2 separate regions of the Mus musculus genome follow, and region 1 is linked to region 2. A link is a contact called in public Hi-C data. All regions are on one chromosome and are shown on one strand. The core of a region is the stretch at or near the end of the contact, and the rest is flanking DNA. Distances in the headings are between cores, read along the strand shown.

Evidence for each region. A called contact is a pair of places that touch in the nucleus more often than the background predicts.
Region 1: a contact with region 2 is called in a Hi-C map of cerebellum, with 1.7 times the contacts expected there. The contact joins two enhancer-like sites. A contact is called at or near these places in 2 of 39 promoter capture datasets (embryonic stem cells and macrophages), 5 of 484 Hi-C or Micro-C datasets (adipose-derived mesenchymal stem cells, brain, cerebellar granule neurons and 1 more), 2 of 115 datasets of contacts at active chromatin or transcription factors (embryonic stem cells and pancreatic cancer cells) and 2 of 9 other capture datasets (adipose tissue and liver).

Annotation. Positions count from the first base shown.
Region 1 is chr11:55,326,003-55,333,425 of GRCm38.p6, forward strand. It overlaps a transcript of Fat2 not described here. Among named protein-coding and RNA genes, the nearest start is that of Fat2, 17 kb to the left of the region's middle. Within about 2 kb of position 2,514, at least 12 of the 459 cell types and tissues checked have an H3K27ac peak or open chromatin away from gene starts, as enhancers often do. A contact at or near this core is called in cerebellar granule neurons and cerebellum, where this site is marked.
Region 2 is chr11:55,256,246-55,263,652 of GRCm38.p6, forward strand. Fat2 (FAT atypical cadherin 2) reads right to left here. Exons shown (of 23, transcript NM_001029988.2): 18 at 5,817-6,627; 19 at 4,201-4,346; 20 at 259-700; 21 at 1-12. Among named protein-coding and RNA genes, the nearest start is that of Fat2, 52 kb to the right of the region's middle. Within about 2 kb of position 5,941, at least 11 of the 459 cell types and tissues checked have an H3K27ac peak or open chromatin away from gene starts, as enhancers often do. A contact at or near this core is called in cerebellar granule neurons and cerebellum, where this site is marked.

The DNA.
Region 1 (7,423 bases), core at 1,264-3,763, 66 kb after region 2:
AGACATACATATGTACTCAAACACATGTGAACTCAGAGTGCACACACACATAAAATCTCAACACACACTCATACAAGAAACAAACTGAATCCTCTGGTAACTTCTGCAGCTTGGGGCTAATGACCCAAATGTACATCGTGCATATGAGTGATTTAGTAATCGCTGTCTGAATCCTGTCTTTTACTCTTGTAAACTGCTGTGAAGACTATGTTAAAGATACTGGAAAGTATTTTTGCCTTCTTCAGCATCTGTGATTCCCAAGCTTTGCCAGCCCAAGCCTCAGTGCTCCTATTTATCCCACCCCACCCCTGGGACTGGGGGGCCTGAAGGACTTAGTGTGAAAAGCATTTGGCAAGATGCCAGGCAAGATGCTGAAGTAGCTGACAAGTTGAAGTCAGTCCTATCACAGTACATGCTCAGAAATTTGTGGAATTCGGGAATTCTCCACACATCACTGGTCACCAGTGTGCCCAGGAGCTCTTTGTGGGAGCAGTCCCAGAGACACACATATATGTGTGCGGGTGCACTTGCGCATGTGTGTGCACTTGCACGTGCGTGCGCATACACACACACACACACACACACACACACACACCTGCAGGCCCGTAACACTCCTCTCTTTGCAGTGATTTGTTTCAAATGTGAAGAAGCAGCCTGAAAGATATGAACTCTTCCAGGGTTTCAGAAGGGACAGAAAAGAAAGGGCATGGAGAGGAAATGCTACACATGGGCTGGGGTCTCAGCTCTCTGCCAAGCAGGTGCACAGCCCTGAATTCTATCTTCAAGGAAAAAAAGGAAAGAGACAGAGGGAGGGAGGAGAAGGGAGAGAGAAGAAGGGGAGAGGAAAGAGGAAGAAAAGGAAAGGAGGACCAGGGAAAGAAGGAAGGGAGGAAGGGGAAGAGGACAGGAGGGGAGAAGAGAAGGGAGGGGAGACAGAGATCTAGTCTGACCACTTAGATGCCTTCTGATGATGGTCCTCCAGACCCTGTGTGTTCTCCAGAGATATTCAGGGTGCCCTCTCTGCTACATTTCCATTTGTAAAAGAGCATACACAGCCCTTGCCCTCTGTACTGTATCTAGAGCTTCCTGCTTGACTTTCCCACCCCCAGCCCCCACCCCCACCCAGACACAGGGAATGGATGCTGTGTCTTGTCCTTGCTCCTTGCCCACAAGCACTTCGGTGATGTGGCCACTCCCTGCCAGGTTCTACCTCCAACTTTAGCACAGGAAGATATGCCAGGTAGGGCAAGGAAGTATACCACGGTGGTCATGTACAGACGAGTCCTGCCTTGGCCCATGGCCTGTTGGTGACTTTCAGCCAACGAGGGGACCTGACTGAGCCTTGGTCTTTTTATACATCAACCAGGAAATAAGCATCAGGCAATTAGGGGACCAAAGTAGGATGGGATGTGGACAGCACAAAGCCATGCCTGGAACCTTACGACCCCAATGGCATGGTTGTCACCAGAGGGACTGAGTGATCCCAGGGCAGAGTCCCTCATTCTGTAGAGCCTAGCAACCATCTGAGATAGGATGAACTACCTATTCTCCTACCTCTCTGAGCCAACGCTCCCTTAAACTATCATTAGTGATGCACTGAGGTTCAGCGGAGGGTGGAGACATGCAGATCTCAGAGGCAGGTGACAACGAACATTTACTGTAAGCTAAAACGGTGGTGAGCACATAGTACCTTCATCTCCAGCAACCCCGAGTTTAGCTTTGTCCTGGAAAAGACTGCTGAGGGCCAGCGAGATGGCTCAGCAGGCAAAGGTGCACACTGCCAAGCCTGGCAACCTGAGTTTGATCCCAAGAATCCACACAGTGGAAGGAAAACTGATTTCTGCAAGTTGTCCTTGAACTCACACACACACACACACATACACACACACAAAGACATTGATGGGACTCACATAAGTGACCCACCTTTCTGATCCCACAGCCAAGCTGGAGTAAAACTCACATTGCCTATGTGTCGAACAGTTGCCTGGCCTGTCTGTTCATGCCCATGGGTTGGAAAGAGCCACCAGGAAGGGAGAGGTTCTGTGGTCCCTCCCCCCCCCCCACAGCAGGAATCCTAATACCATGGGACCGCTCATACCAGCAGATTCTCAGCCAAGGCTCCATGTCCAATCCTTCCTTGAGTTCCCTTCTCTCCAGCCTGGCCCTACCCAGCCTTCTGTCCATCTGTCCTCTCCCTCCCCTGAGCAGGGCAGCTTAGGACAGAACCAGGCAGGCTGGCAGGTCACAGCAGGTAGAGAACAGTCTTCTAGCAATGAGGAAAGAGTGCATACTGGGCCAGCGGCTCCTGGTGAGTGAGGGTTGTCTTTGGAGCATCCTCTGTTGACTCAAAGGTGCTGGACCCCAACCACACCCCTCCATTTCAGGACTCTGTACATCCTAAGTTCCCTTGTCTACTCTAAATGTATATCCCTTCTGCTCATCTGCAGACATAGGAGTCAATGGATCTGTGGAGCAGCCTGTGCTCTGCAAAGCAGGCTGCTGTGGTAACCAGGGGTTAAAACATAAATATCCCAGCCCCACCCCAGATCTATTGACTCAAGATCCTCAGGGGTGGGGCTCAGGAATAGGAGTCTAACAAGTTTCCTGGATGATTTTGGTGTGTCTGGAGTTGAGGATCTACTGAACAAGACACATGGCTCTTCCCTTAGGGTCTTCCATTGGGGCTGTATCTCATTTGAGAGACCAGATCCCCCTTAGGGCGTTGGTGCAGTTGGACAATGTGAGGAAGAGATTTTATAGAAAGGCTTTGATCTTCGAGGTCAGATAAGGGATTTGGTGTGTTGGAGACCACAGCCTTTGAGAAGCATGATTGGGTATCTTCTGGATGCTCTTGTGGGAGCATAGGACCTTGGTAGACTGCCAAATGGATCACCCAGAAGAGTGGCCAGGAGGGAAAGCAACCAACCTCACATATCTGAAGTTCACCTGGATTCAGAACCTGTACCTGTTGCATCCATCTGTTTTAGGGCCCCAGGGGCAATTGTTTACCTTCCTGAGACAGAGTCTGTCCACCTCCAGAGAGTCCCAGCCCATGAAACATGGTCCTCTTGCAATAAATAGAACTGAACCTGAAAATGATAGCCTCTGTGCATGAACACACAGCTCATGGACCAATAGAAACAGAAACAAACCTTCACCTGAGATTCTTCATCATCATTATCTCTATCAAACAGCCCAAAGAACCAGGGCCAAATGCTTAAGTCTACTGGGGTATGGTTGTGTATTAGAATACTATGCAGCAAAGAAGAAGAATCATTGTTCTTGGAACCATGCAGATGGGTCTTGTTTATGATGTGGAGCTGTGTGTGTGTGTGTGTGTGTGTGTGTGTGTGTGTGTGTGTGTGCATGCGTGTGCGTGTGCGTGTATGTGTACATGTGTACATTGTGCTACAACTAGTATATAAAGGTTAAAATAGGCAAATAGAAGATATGAGTTAGATTAGGGTAAAATTACCTTCAAAGGTGTGGGAGCAGTTGGTGAAAGGCACACAAAGCGGGGTGTCTGGATGGAAGGTATGTTAATGTTTATCTTGGAGTTGGTTAGTTTTCACTAAATTGAATGTTATGACTCATGCTCTTTTCTGTATGAATATCATATTTCATTAGAAAGGTTTTTAAGCCCTAGTAAGTGTTCAGAGGTGACTTTGATAGGGAAGGAGCCATGTAAATGATGGCAGCCGTCTAACTGGCTCTGGATCAAGTGGGGTCTCTTCCTACCCCCAGGAACCAGGAACCAGAAACGGGGTAGTGCTCAAAACCAAGCTGTATGGGAACTGTGCCCGGCAAGGCAGGACTATGGAAACCAATGCTCTATAGTGCCCTGCCCGGAGCCTCCAAGCCCATGAAAAATCTACTTTCTCAGCCCCTGCCACATTTTACTCCTTTACACATGGAATTGGCTGCTTTTCTAAACATCTGAAAAGTTCATCTCTGATCTAGGGCCACAGAACAGGACGGTCACAGCAAAACAGCTTAAAGGTCAGGTTTAGTTTAGCAACGTCAATAATGGGCCTCCCGCATCATTAGTGCTCTGACTGGAGTGCATAGCCAGAGAAGGGAGGTGTTGCCATCCTGAGGTGGCCAGCTGGATATGGGTCATGCACTACAAAGAGGGAGCTAGCATGACAAGGGACCTTAGGAGGGCTCCTGGGGCCCGGGACATTTGCTTTGGGCTCTGGTTGGGTCCTGGTTTCTTTTGCTTTACAAAACCTCAGCAGCTACAGCAAGGGCTTCATGTGCTCTCCTTTTGAAAGTTTACGAAGAGAACTTTAAAAGTTATAGTAGACACTGTCCAGGCTCTGTGCCAAGGCTTGATAGGAGGGTCCAGCAGGGCCTGGTTTCTGGTCTGAATCCAAGGGTCTGAGATCCTGGGAGTTGAATCAGTTCCCAAGACTTCAGGAGCTCCTCTTCACTAAGAGCTGCTGACACACGGTATTCAATTACCATGAGCCGGTAGCTCTGTTAGCTGTAACGTGTGAGTGTGGTGGCAGTGTGTGCCTCTCCGTTGAGGCGAAAGTTGGACCGTAGAGATGGACAGTGACAATCAGGCCAGGAGTGGCTGCAGAACTCACACACATGGAGACCGTCCCGGCACCACCCCCTCTGCTTCCCTGACTGATCCCCCAAGGGCCCAGAGCAATACAGTTCAGGACCCTTGGGTCCCAAATGTTTTGGGAGGACCCAGGGAGGATGGGATAGACAGGCGCTCTGATTCCAGGCACGTGAATTCACGCAAGCCAACACACTCTCACAGGCTGACGTTATCCCACACCGGCGTGTGCCATCCTGCTCAGCCTGGCCGTGGGCATAGGAGCCCAGGGAAGCTGATGGGTCTGCTTGCTGCAGCAGCTTCTACCCGACCTGCCTGGGAAGAGTGATGCTGCACTCTGGCTACACTGGTGGCCTTGAACTGGCCACTGTGACCTCAGGACTAGGAACGATGCTGAGCGAGGCAAGGAGTTGCTGCCTTCTGCAAGCTTCAAGCTACAAAATGCTCAAACTGAGTTCTTCTGTACTACAGATGGCAATAGGTTTAGAGACAGGTTTTGAGTTAGTCTGTGAGTAATGGCGGCATATAAGAACCTGGACTAGCCTATGCAGGACAAGATATCTTAACCTTTAGTTTTCATCTTCATTCTCAGACAGATGTGCCTAGTGAGACACTGGGACCTGAGCTTCTTCATTGCCTCTCAGTGCTTGTAGAGGGCAAGTCACACATAGCCCTGCTTTTAGACCTGTGGGCATGGGACCCAGAAAGATGGCTCAGTGGGTAAAGGCACTTGCCACCAAGCCTGACAACAGAGATTCAATCCCTAGAGAGAGACAACTGACTCCCGAAAGTTCCTTTTATTACCATGTGCATCACGGCACTCCCTCGACCACACACACACACACACACACACACACACACGATAAATAAATACATAAATAAATATGCAATGCTAAGATCTGCAGAGAGATCCAGGTGGACTTGCTTCAAAAAATACCTGGGCCAGAAGCTTGGGAGAGGCTTGGAGGAGGTGTGGTTATTAAAGGCAAAGGACGAGGACCCTTAACACTGTGTACATTTGTATATATGAATGATCCTCCACTGTCTATATGTAAAAATGGCTATGTTCCAGGCATGGTGGCCCATACCTGTCATGCCAGCAGTTGGGAAGCCGAAGTGGGAGGGTCAGGAGTTGGAGGCCAGCCTGGGCTACATGGTGAGAGACTCTGACTCAAAAGCAATTTTTAAAAGTGTCTTAATAAGAAAAAAAAATTAGCCAAGTGTGTTGGGTACACGCCTTTAATCCCAGCACTCTGGAGGCAGAGGCAGGTGGATCTCTGTGAATTCAAGGCCAGCCTGGTCTACAAGGCAAGTCCAGGACAGCCAGGGCTACATAGAGAAACCCTGTTTCAAAAACAAACAAACAAACAAACAAACAAACAAACAAAACTAATTTCAGGGCTCATTTTTATAATCCCAGCACTTGGAAGACTGAGACAGGGGATTGCTGCAAGTTTGAGGCCAGTCTAGGCTACATAGTGAGTTCCAAGATGGCCTGAGATAGTGAGAGACACTGTCTCAGCACATGAAAGCAAGCAAACGAACTGATCTGCACTCCCTTCATAGTCCAGCTCACTGTACTTTCCCAGAACAGCTGCCCCGTCCTCCCCACAAGCGCGAAGGCGCCTATACTTGAAGGCTGCCTGCTGTGGCCCTGCATGTGCTGCTTGGTCTCTGTGGGATGTGCTCTCCTCTGCCTTGCCTTGTCAACTATGTGCAATCTGGAGCTATGGTGTACACTGTACGTACAATGGTCTATCTGGTCTCTGTCCCAGCCTGAGTTTTCCTATGTTTTATTGCCCACCTTGAGGTGTTAAACCATCTGTGTGTGACCTGTCTCTATCAGCTATTTTCTTTATTTGTAGTCAGGGTCCCAGCTGGCCTCCCCAACTTTATGAAGTGACTCTTAGACAACAGAAGCTGTATGATGGAGTTGACCTTTCTGAGTCTGTCCCCCACAATGAAAATAAAGGTGACAGAAAGATCCAGGAGAAGACAGTAAGGGTGACTATGATGTGTATGACGGTTTAGCCTGGAGACATGCACTGCTTAGGACTTAGCTAGCCTGCATCCTCTCCTCATTCACATGCCATGACTGCAAATAGCTTGCTGTTAGATTTAAAAAAATGACCCCAAGTTTAGGTAAATGTTGAAAATCTATAAAACAGGACCAATAGTTCTTCAACAGGCAACTATGGAACCCTTGAGGACCTTTCAGATTAGACATTTATCTGCTGGTTGAATGGAAAGAGCTATAGAACAGGGAAGAACTGTAGAGGTGTCTGGGATGTGGTGTGTGTGTGTGTGTCCATCTGTCTGTCTGTCTATATCTCTATGTGTATATGTATGTGCTGTGTGTTTGTACATATGCACATGTGTGTGTAAAAGTGTCCAACTGATAAGTTTCTGTCCCTTGGACTGCAGCTTATAACCTAGTGACCAGCTTCACTGCCCATCCAGCACACCCTAGTGGACTTGAGATCAATTTACCCTTCCCTAGGGATGGGTTGCCTAGAAACACCCCCTGACTGGCTGAGGCAGTGTGAGGCAGAAGAAAGCAAGAGATGTGGGTCCAGGTCAGGCCTTCCCACTCGCTGTGTGACCTTGGTGTCATTCTCAGCCTCCTATGCTGAGTCTGTCCTGAAGTTGACTGTGCTTCGTGAACTCATAGCCCCTCTCACCGGCAACCAGAACAGAGGCCTCAGTCTCCGCTCGCCTGAGTTAATGGCTCACACACATCCCCTACAGAACCCACCAGGCTCTACAGAGAGCAACACAGTCCCGTGACTGACATTCATTCAAGCAAGAGAGATAACGATAGCCTCAAGCAATGCAGCCCTGGCTGTGATCAGT
Region 2 (7,407 bases), core at 4,691-7,190:
TGCACAGGTATCCTGGGAGAGAGAGGAAGGTGGGTAAGCAATCGGCTAGTAGTTGGGGGCCCCAGTAAAACCTGTGTCTTTGTGCTGTAGTTCAAGAATCATCTATCTGCTGGATAGTAGTGGCTTGCCCAAGATCACCCTGGGCTGTGGTGAGAGACCCTACCTACCCTATCAACTCTATAGTGAGACACAGGGATAGGTCACTGTCAGGGGCCTTTGGGATTAACCCTTGGTTGGGGTCATCTTCCCAGTCCATACCTGATCCAAGGGCAGGTGAACAGCTCCCACCATTGAGGCACGGGTTCTGGCTGCAGGTGGTTCCAGGCCAGCAGCACTGGCTGAGGGCCCATGTCTCTAGGTAGCCCGCCATCTTCTTTCTATGGCCAAGCAGCTCTAACCTCTCACTGTTAACCACAACAGCATCCAGGCAACCTTCAAACCCCAGGGAGACATTTGAGGAAGGATTTGAGGGGACAAGGCCACCCAGCAGTAGGTGTCTCTCAGTCCTCAGACCCTGACATTCCTCTGGGATGACAAGGGAAGTGTTGTCTGTGATGTCGACCAACAGATGAACAGAAGTGTCCCTCTCCTCCAACAGCATGGAGTGCCACTGTCCATCATTCACAGGACGATGGGAGGAAAGGTTTCCATAGAAACCACCAGGGCATCGGTATTCCAGATGGAGGAAGCCATTGGCCAGCTGAGAGAGAGCACAGATAGCCATCAGCAAAACAAGGATTTCTGTAATCCTGTGACAGGCTTTCAGTTGTTCTTCCCCTCACCTCTACCCCACACCCTTTGCTATGCAGCCAAGGATAACCTTGAACTCCTGATCCTCCGGCCTCTACCTCCTAATTCGCTAGAATTACAGCTGTTCACCATCATATCTCATTCACATGGTGCTGGTAATTGCATCTACTTCTTGGTGCATGCCACTAACCTGGCTACATCCCCATTTCCAAGAATTTTCAAATGCTTCAGAGATTGTCTCTGAAGACTCCAAATGTCCTCAAAATTCCATCCAGTCCTCACCATATTTCATGGAAAGGGCAAGATCCCACTTGACAGATGAGGAACCTGAGGCCCAAAGATACCTTACTGATGGGATCACTGGTGACTGTGCTTAGACCAGCTAACCTAGCCTAAGTGTTCAGCTCCAGATTAGCAAGAAACTAAACAACACCAAGGTAGAGGACATCTGAGGAGCGACACCCAAAGCTGCCCTCTGCCCTCTGCACATTTGCATGCGCACACATCATAAGTCCCTGGAGTTAAGATGTTAGAAAACCCCTGGCTTAGAGCATTCTACTTTTCTTTACTCTCAACAGATAGGTATGCTTTAGAGCATACCAGGCCAATCTGGGATACACAGAGAGACCCTGCTGCAAAACAGAAAAAGCATGGCTGGGGCGTGTAGCTCAGTGGGAGTGTGCTTGGCTCGTAAGCCTCTGATGCGGGTTCAGTCGCCTGTGCGGGCAAGCATCAGGTTGATGTTGTGTTGAAAAACAAAAAAGCAAGACAACAGAAACTAGGCATGCCCAGGGCCAAATATTTTCCTGTTTAATATGGGCAAGGCAGTTTCTTTAGAAAACTTTGAACATTGCTGGAGGAAATGTCTTCCATGTCCTCATCCACTGCCCTAGCCTTCATCCAATGGCCCCAATGGCAGATGAGCCTCCAGTGCTGCCTAACATCAGATCAACCAGTTGTGACTCAACATGACTTTTCTCTCCTCAGACACGGAGCTCTCTGCTGACGGTCTTGCTTCCTGCTGAGGGTGCCAAGGGTGCTCACAGGTGCTCCGACATCACAACCGTCCTCCTCAGCTAAAGCTGGTCCCTCTCTTGACCCATGTCCCCTTCACCTCCTCCAACACCATGTTCCCTGGTCTCTTCTCTACTGTGTCACATTATGACCATTCCTTAGGGATTATTTCAGCCACTCCACAAACATAGACCAGCCTCCCAATCTTAAAATAAAAGATAAAGTTGTCTTGAACTTGGAATCATTTTCTTTCTTTGTCCCCCAAATGGACCTATCTGTCCTGTGATAAAAACCACTGATGTCAGTCAGTGTTCAGGGTGCTCTGTGTTGCTGCATCAAATGACAGATCTTCCCATTCTGCTCTGCTCTCAGCAGCCAGTCACTCAGCTATCATGACTGTCTCCTCCTCCTTCTGCCCACTATCCCTCCCCCTCGTCCCTTTTCTCATCCTCCTTTCCTCCTTTCTTCAGTCTTTCTCATTCCCCTCCATCTTCTGCCTTTCCTTCCCCTTTTCTTGCCTCCTTTTTCTTCCTCCTCATATTCCCCCAGTACTTCCTCCTCTCCCTCTCCTCTCCCTCCTCCTCTTCCCTTTCCCCTTCTTCTTAGGATGATCCCAGAGCCTTGCGCACACTAGGCAAACTCTCCCTTATTAAGCCTAACCCCCAGCTTATTTCTAATCCAAGTGCACTTGTCTTCCTGGATGCCATGCTCCAAGTCTATTTTTTTTTCCTAAGCCCATTTGAAGGCTCGTGCTTCATACCCTTCTCTTCTTCTGTCTTCTTTCTTCATTGGACTGTGCTCTAAGAGTCTTAGCCTGTTTCCTGAGCTATACTCCCTGGTGTTCTCACGAAGCCTTATGGCTTTCAGTAACGTGCTGTTGACCCTATGTCTCTCCAGCCCTACCCCAGGCCTCTCTCACAACACTAGACTGGTTATGCTACCTCCTTGTGGAAGTCTACATGTCTAACCTGAGCTCCCAATACCCCCCAACTTCTTCTACCCAGGTCTTTAGCAACAGCTCCACCATTCCAGTGGCTCAGGCCAAACTACACTCCCATGCTCTCTCTACTCCATCTTCTGTGCACTGGGACAGGCTGTTGGCTTCTAATTCCTTTCCAAAGCTGGACACTTTCTTCACAGTGATGTTCACAAGCCACCCTCACTCCCCTGGGTTATTGGTGCCTCTTCCTCCTCCTGTCTGGATCGCTCTATTCTTGTCTCTGTTCCTCTAAATTCTATTCTCAAGCCAAGAACTGTGGTGACAATAAGGCAGACCATTGTGTTTGCTACAGGTCTTCTGAAATCCTCTGTTTTGATCAGATGAAAGCAAAGCCTTTTGCAAGGACCTCTGAGACCTTCACTGATTCACCCCCAACCCCCAATTCCATTACACTCTGGCCCCACTGTGAGGTCTGTCCACCTTGCTTTCGTCACGGGAGCCATGTAGACGCTGGGCTATTGTTTAAGAATGCCAACAGTCAAGCGTGGGAGAGCCAATAAAAGGTTAAAAACAAAAAGAATGCCAATAGGCTCCTGTTGTTCATCCAGCTGGCCATCACAACCAACGTGCCTGGACAGCTACCCCCTGTGATGTGTTTTCTCCATCGGCAACTAATGACCATGGAAACACACATCCAGGTGTGTCTATGAGGGAGATTCTAGAAAGGCTTAACTGAGGGGGGAAGACCATCCTGAATGTGGCATGGGGTCCTGGGTTGGATAGAAGGGGGAAGGGAGTTGAGCACCAGCATCTATCTCTACTTCCTGACTGTGGGTGTGACTTGACCAGGCAGCAGATGAGAGTTCCATGGGACATAAAAAGAATCCTTGAGAGACTGAGCATAAATGAGTTTGTTGCCTCAGCCCCCTCCCATGCCCCAGGAGACTCCTCTTTCCATTCCTGCCAGCCTTCCCTTTTCCCTTCAGGGCCTCACCTCCCCCGACCCCCCAGTCCAGTCGTCATCCTTTCTTTTCCCTCTGCAGGGATATGTAGGGGGTCGTGCAGCAGTGAGGTGGGGGGGGGGGTGGGCCCAGGGATGGTAGGTGCAACATTGCATGGGCAGGAGTGAAAGGAACCCTCGGGCCCCCAGTGGGGGGGCTCAGATACTTGGAGGGGGCATCTTACACACACACACACACACACACACACACACACTATTCTTACAGTGCCAGGGTTGTGTGAGCTCACATCCTTCTCTCCTCCAGGAATTTCTCATTCCACAGAGCAAGCAGCCCCACCCCTGAATGGCCTGGGTTGTGTATCTCCAGGTAAAAGGCCCGTGTCTGATTGTGTGTTCTGATTGACAGTCACACTCAGCATCCTTGAAAAGCATGAGGGGATCCTTTGCCAGGAATCAGCTCAGACATCCTCCCTGCATCCCTCATGTCCCCAGTCTGGGGTGCCCATGGAAGCCACTCAGGTGGGAGTCACCTTACCTTCAAGGAAATAGAGGCTGTTTCATTGGTGAACATCAGAAGGGCCCATGGCTGGAGCGTTTTCAGGTAGAAATGGATCTGCCAGTTCTGAGCCTCTAGGGGCCTATACCGCATGTAGCTCTGACCACTGAACCTCCAGGTGGTACCTGCAAATGAACCCGAGGTGTCACTACTCTTGAGATGTCACAGATCCCTTAGGCCGACTTTGTCTCATTCAACCTTTGGGTGGCAGATCGGACACTTCCCACATCTGATATACGAAGAGTCCAGGCTGGGATTGGGTGGATCACATTTCCAGAGCCACTAAGGGAGCTAGGCTGTCACCCTGCATGCCTCCCGCTGGGTACAAGCTCCACAGAATCACTTCCAGCCTGAGACTCAGGAACAGTGAGCTTCCACCATGACGGAAGAAAAATCAGCTAATCAGATGTGGTGAGCCAAGCTTTTAAATCTAACACTACCCATATATTTTGAAAAATAGGACACCCAGAAAATTGATTCATGTGTCATAGGTTCCTGATACCTGGGCAAGAAACCTCAAGAAAGGACAATAAAGGAAAGGAGGGCAGGGAGGAAGCTTAGGTATAAGGAATCCCAAGAGGCAAACACCTCAATGTGTTTTCCAAAACTCAATATATTAGTGTAGTAGGAAGCTCTGTCAAGGCTCAGAATATGAAGGCTCAGTGTTGTAAGGCCCGCCTTTAGGCTCCCTTCCTCCATACCCACCACGGGAATGCCAAAGGAAGGAATTACCCATGGTTTTGCAATGAGAACTTTTAGCAGCTTGCCCGGAACAGTCTCTTTGAGCAGTATGCCAGGCTCCAGGTGGGGCATCAGTAGTGCAAGGCTCTGAAAGCCACACACACTGGTGTATGATGCCTGGCCTCCATTGGAGGATGTATGATGGCCGTCTTTACACAGAAGGGACTGATGACCCACATGGAGCCTGGTACACTGCAGGCTCTTTACAGCACTGACTGCTCCCATGTGGGTGACAGCCAGGATCCTGGGCTTACAGTGGCCACCCATGGGCTATGTGCTATTATATCTATATGTAAGTTACTCCCCAAACCAATTGTGGGGGGGTGCTCTTGTTATTCTAGTTTATTGATGGGCAACAGGAATTTTGTGGACTTTACAGAAGCCACCCATTAGGAGATGACAGAGCTGAGGTCTAAACCTATGTTGGGTTTACTTCTTGAGCTGATATCAGCAGGCTGTGGAGCTAACAGCAGGGGCATCAGGAGCTGACATGTCTGTCAGGCTCTTTTCCAAGAGTACCTGAAATGTCAATCTCAATCCTTACAGTAGCAAAGCCCACGGGTGTAGAGAGGTCAAAGAATTCCCTCCAGGGTGAAGAAGTAAATTCCCGGAGCCTGATGCCCCAGTCTGTGCTTTTAGGCACTATTTCTATTGCAATCAACTGTTAACTTTCAGAATTCCAGAAGGCAGAGAGAACCTGAGGAGTACCCCATGACTAGGCTTTGTGACAACAAACTCCCCGTGGTGTGTTGGTCTCTGGCATTTAGTTTGATTATAGCTATGCTCATGAACCTTGGTGGGAGTTTACATGGAGGCAGATAGCCAGGAGCCAGCAATCCAACCCCTGTTCTTACCATTGCAGGAGCAGTTTTTCCCCAGGTGGTGTCGTGGTGTCAGGATGCTGAGCCTGGCTGTACTGTAAGAGGGCCCCACTCTGGGCTCCAGGGACACTGTCTCTTGGCAGGTTTGATCCTGGCAGCTTGGCCCTTGGCATGGTACCACGGGCAGAGCTGACCTCATCTGAATTCCTACCGAGTGCTCCATCTCTTTGGCTGAGTGAGCTATGGCAGATGCCAGCTCCTGGAGATCATAGGAAGTTCCAGAATGCCCCTCAAAGGCCAGAAGCACGTCCACCCCAGCTGTGACCTCTGCAGGCTGCAGGCTGGCCAAGTGGATGTTGGCTCGTTTGATGTCCAAGATATTGCTGAGGAATCGCTGCAGGTTGCGCCAGTGATCGCTCACGAGCTCCTCGGGGGTGAGCTGGTGGAAGCCCAGCCACACAGCTTGCTGCGGAGCCTCCTGCCCCATGTGCCACACATGGACATGGACCCCAGTGGTGGTGGTGAAGGTCCCATCACTGACTGTGACATTAAACAAGTATCGGCCACGAGGCAGTCCTTGAGAGGCAATAATCTTGCCATCGGATGCACCCACTGTGAAATACTTGCCCAGGCTTCCCTCTCGATCCAGGCTGTAGGTCAGTGTGTCCTGAGGGTCTCGGTCGGTGGCATGGATTTTACCTACCATGCCACCCTGAAATTCCTCCTCCCCCTTCGTGATGAAGATTTCCAATGGGAGTGTGGAGGGCGGGTAGCGACTCTGCTCCGTGATGTGTACTCTGACCAATGTGGAAGATGACAAGGGGGGGAGGCCACTGTCTGACACCTGAAGATAAGACAAACAGCATTGGTGCTCAGAAGCATCTCTATGCCCAGCTGAGGCTGATGTCCCTATCAGCCTAGTCTCCCTTCTCCATACCTGCTGATACAGGTGTTGCAAGCTGTCATGTTTGGAAAAGGATAAACTCCAACACATGGGGATGTGCTGGAGACTTTCCTAAGGTTTTATAGAAAACACGGAAACAGAAAAACAAATTCCCCCAAGCCTCCTGAGTTCCAAGCCTCTTCCTAAATCCCTCCAAATAAACTTCTGTGTGTGTGCATGCACACGTATGCACTTACTTGTGTGTACGTGCATATGCTGACTGAGCCAGCTCTTCAGCACAGGCCAGTCTTTTCGACTTCTGAGCCCTCTACCTCAACTCTCTGCCCTAGACTCTGGCAAGTTGGCAGGTACCTCTGAGCAGTCTTCATACCCCTCCCTGGCTACTACCCCACTGAGGAAGAGCCTCTCTTTCCTACATGTTCAGAATGGGAGTGTGATTGTCATTCTTTGGACCAGTTGAGAGCTTTCTATGGCTGGGCCCTCTGTTGTGGTCAAGGGACAGGCAAGATGAGTTACCAAACATGCAAGAGGCTATCAGCTTGGACAAAGCAAAGAAAATAGACAGGAAGATGAGTGAGGGACTGACTTAGGTCAGCTGGAGGTGAAGGCCTCTCTGAAGAAGGAAGAACAGGTAAGGGGTCCTGGGTGTGGAAGAAGTGGTGTGCTCAATTAAACAGGAAGGCAGTGGAGCAAAGGCAGGGAAGGCTGGGCTGGCCTCCA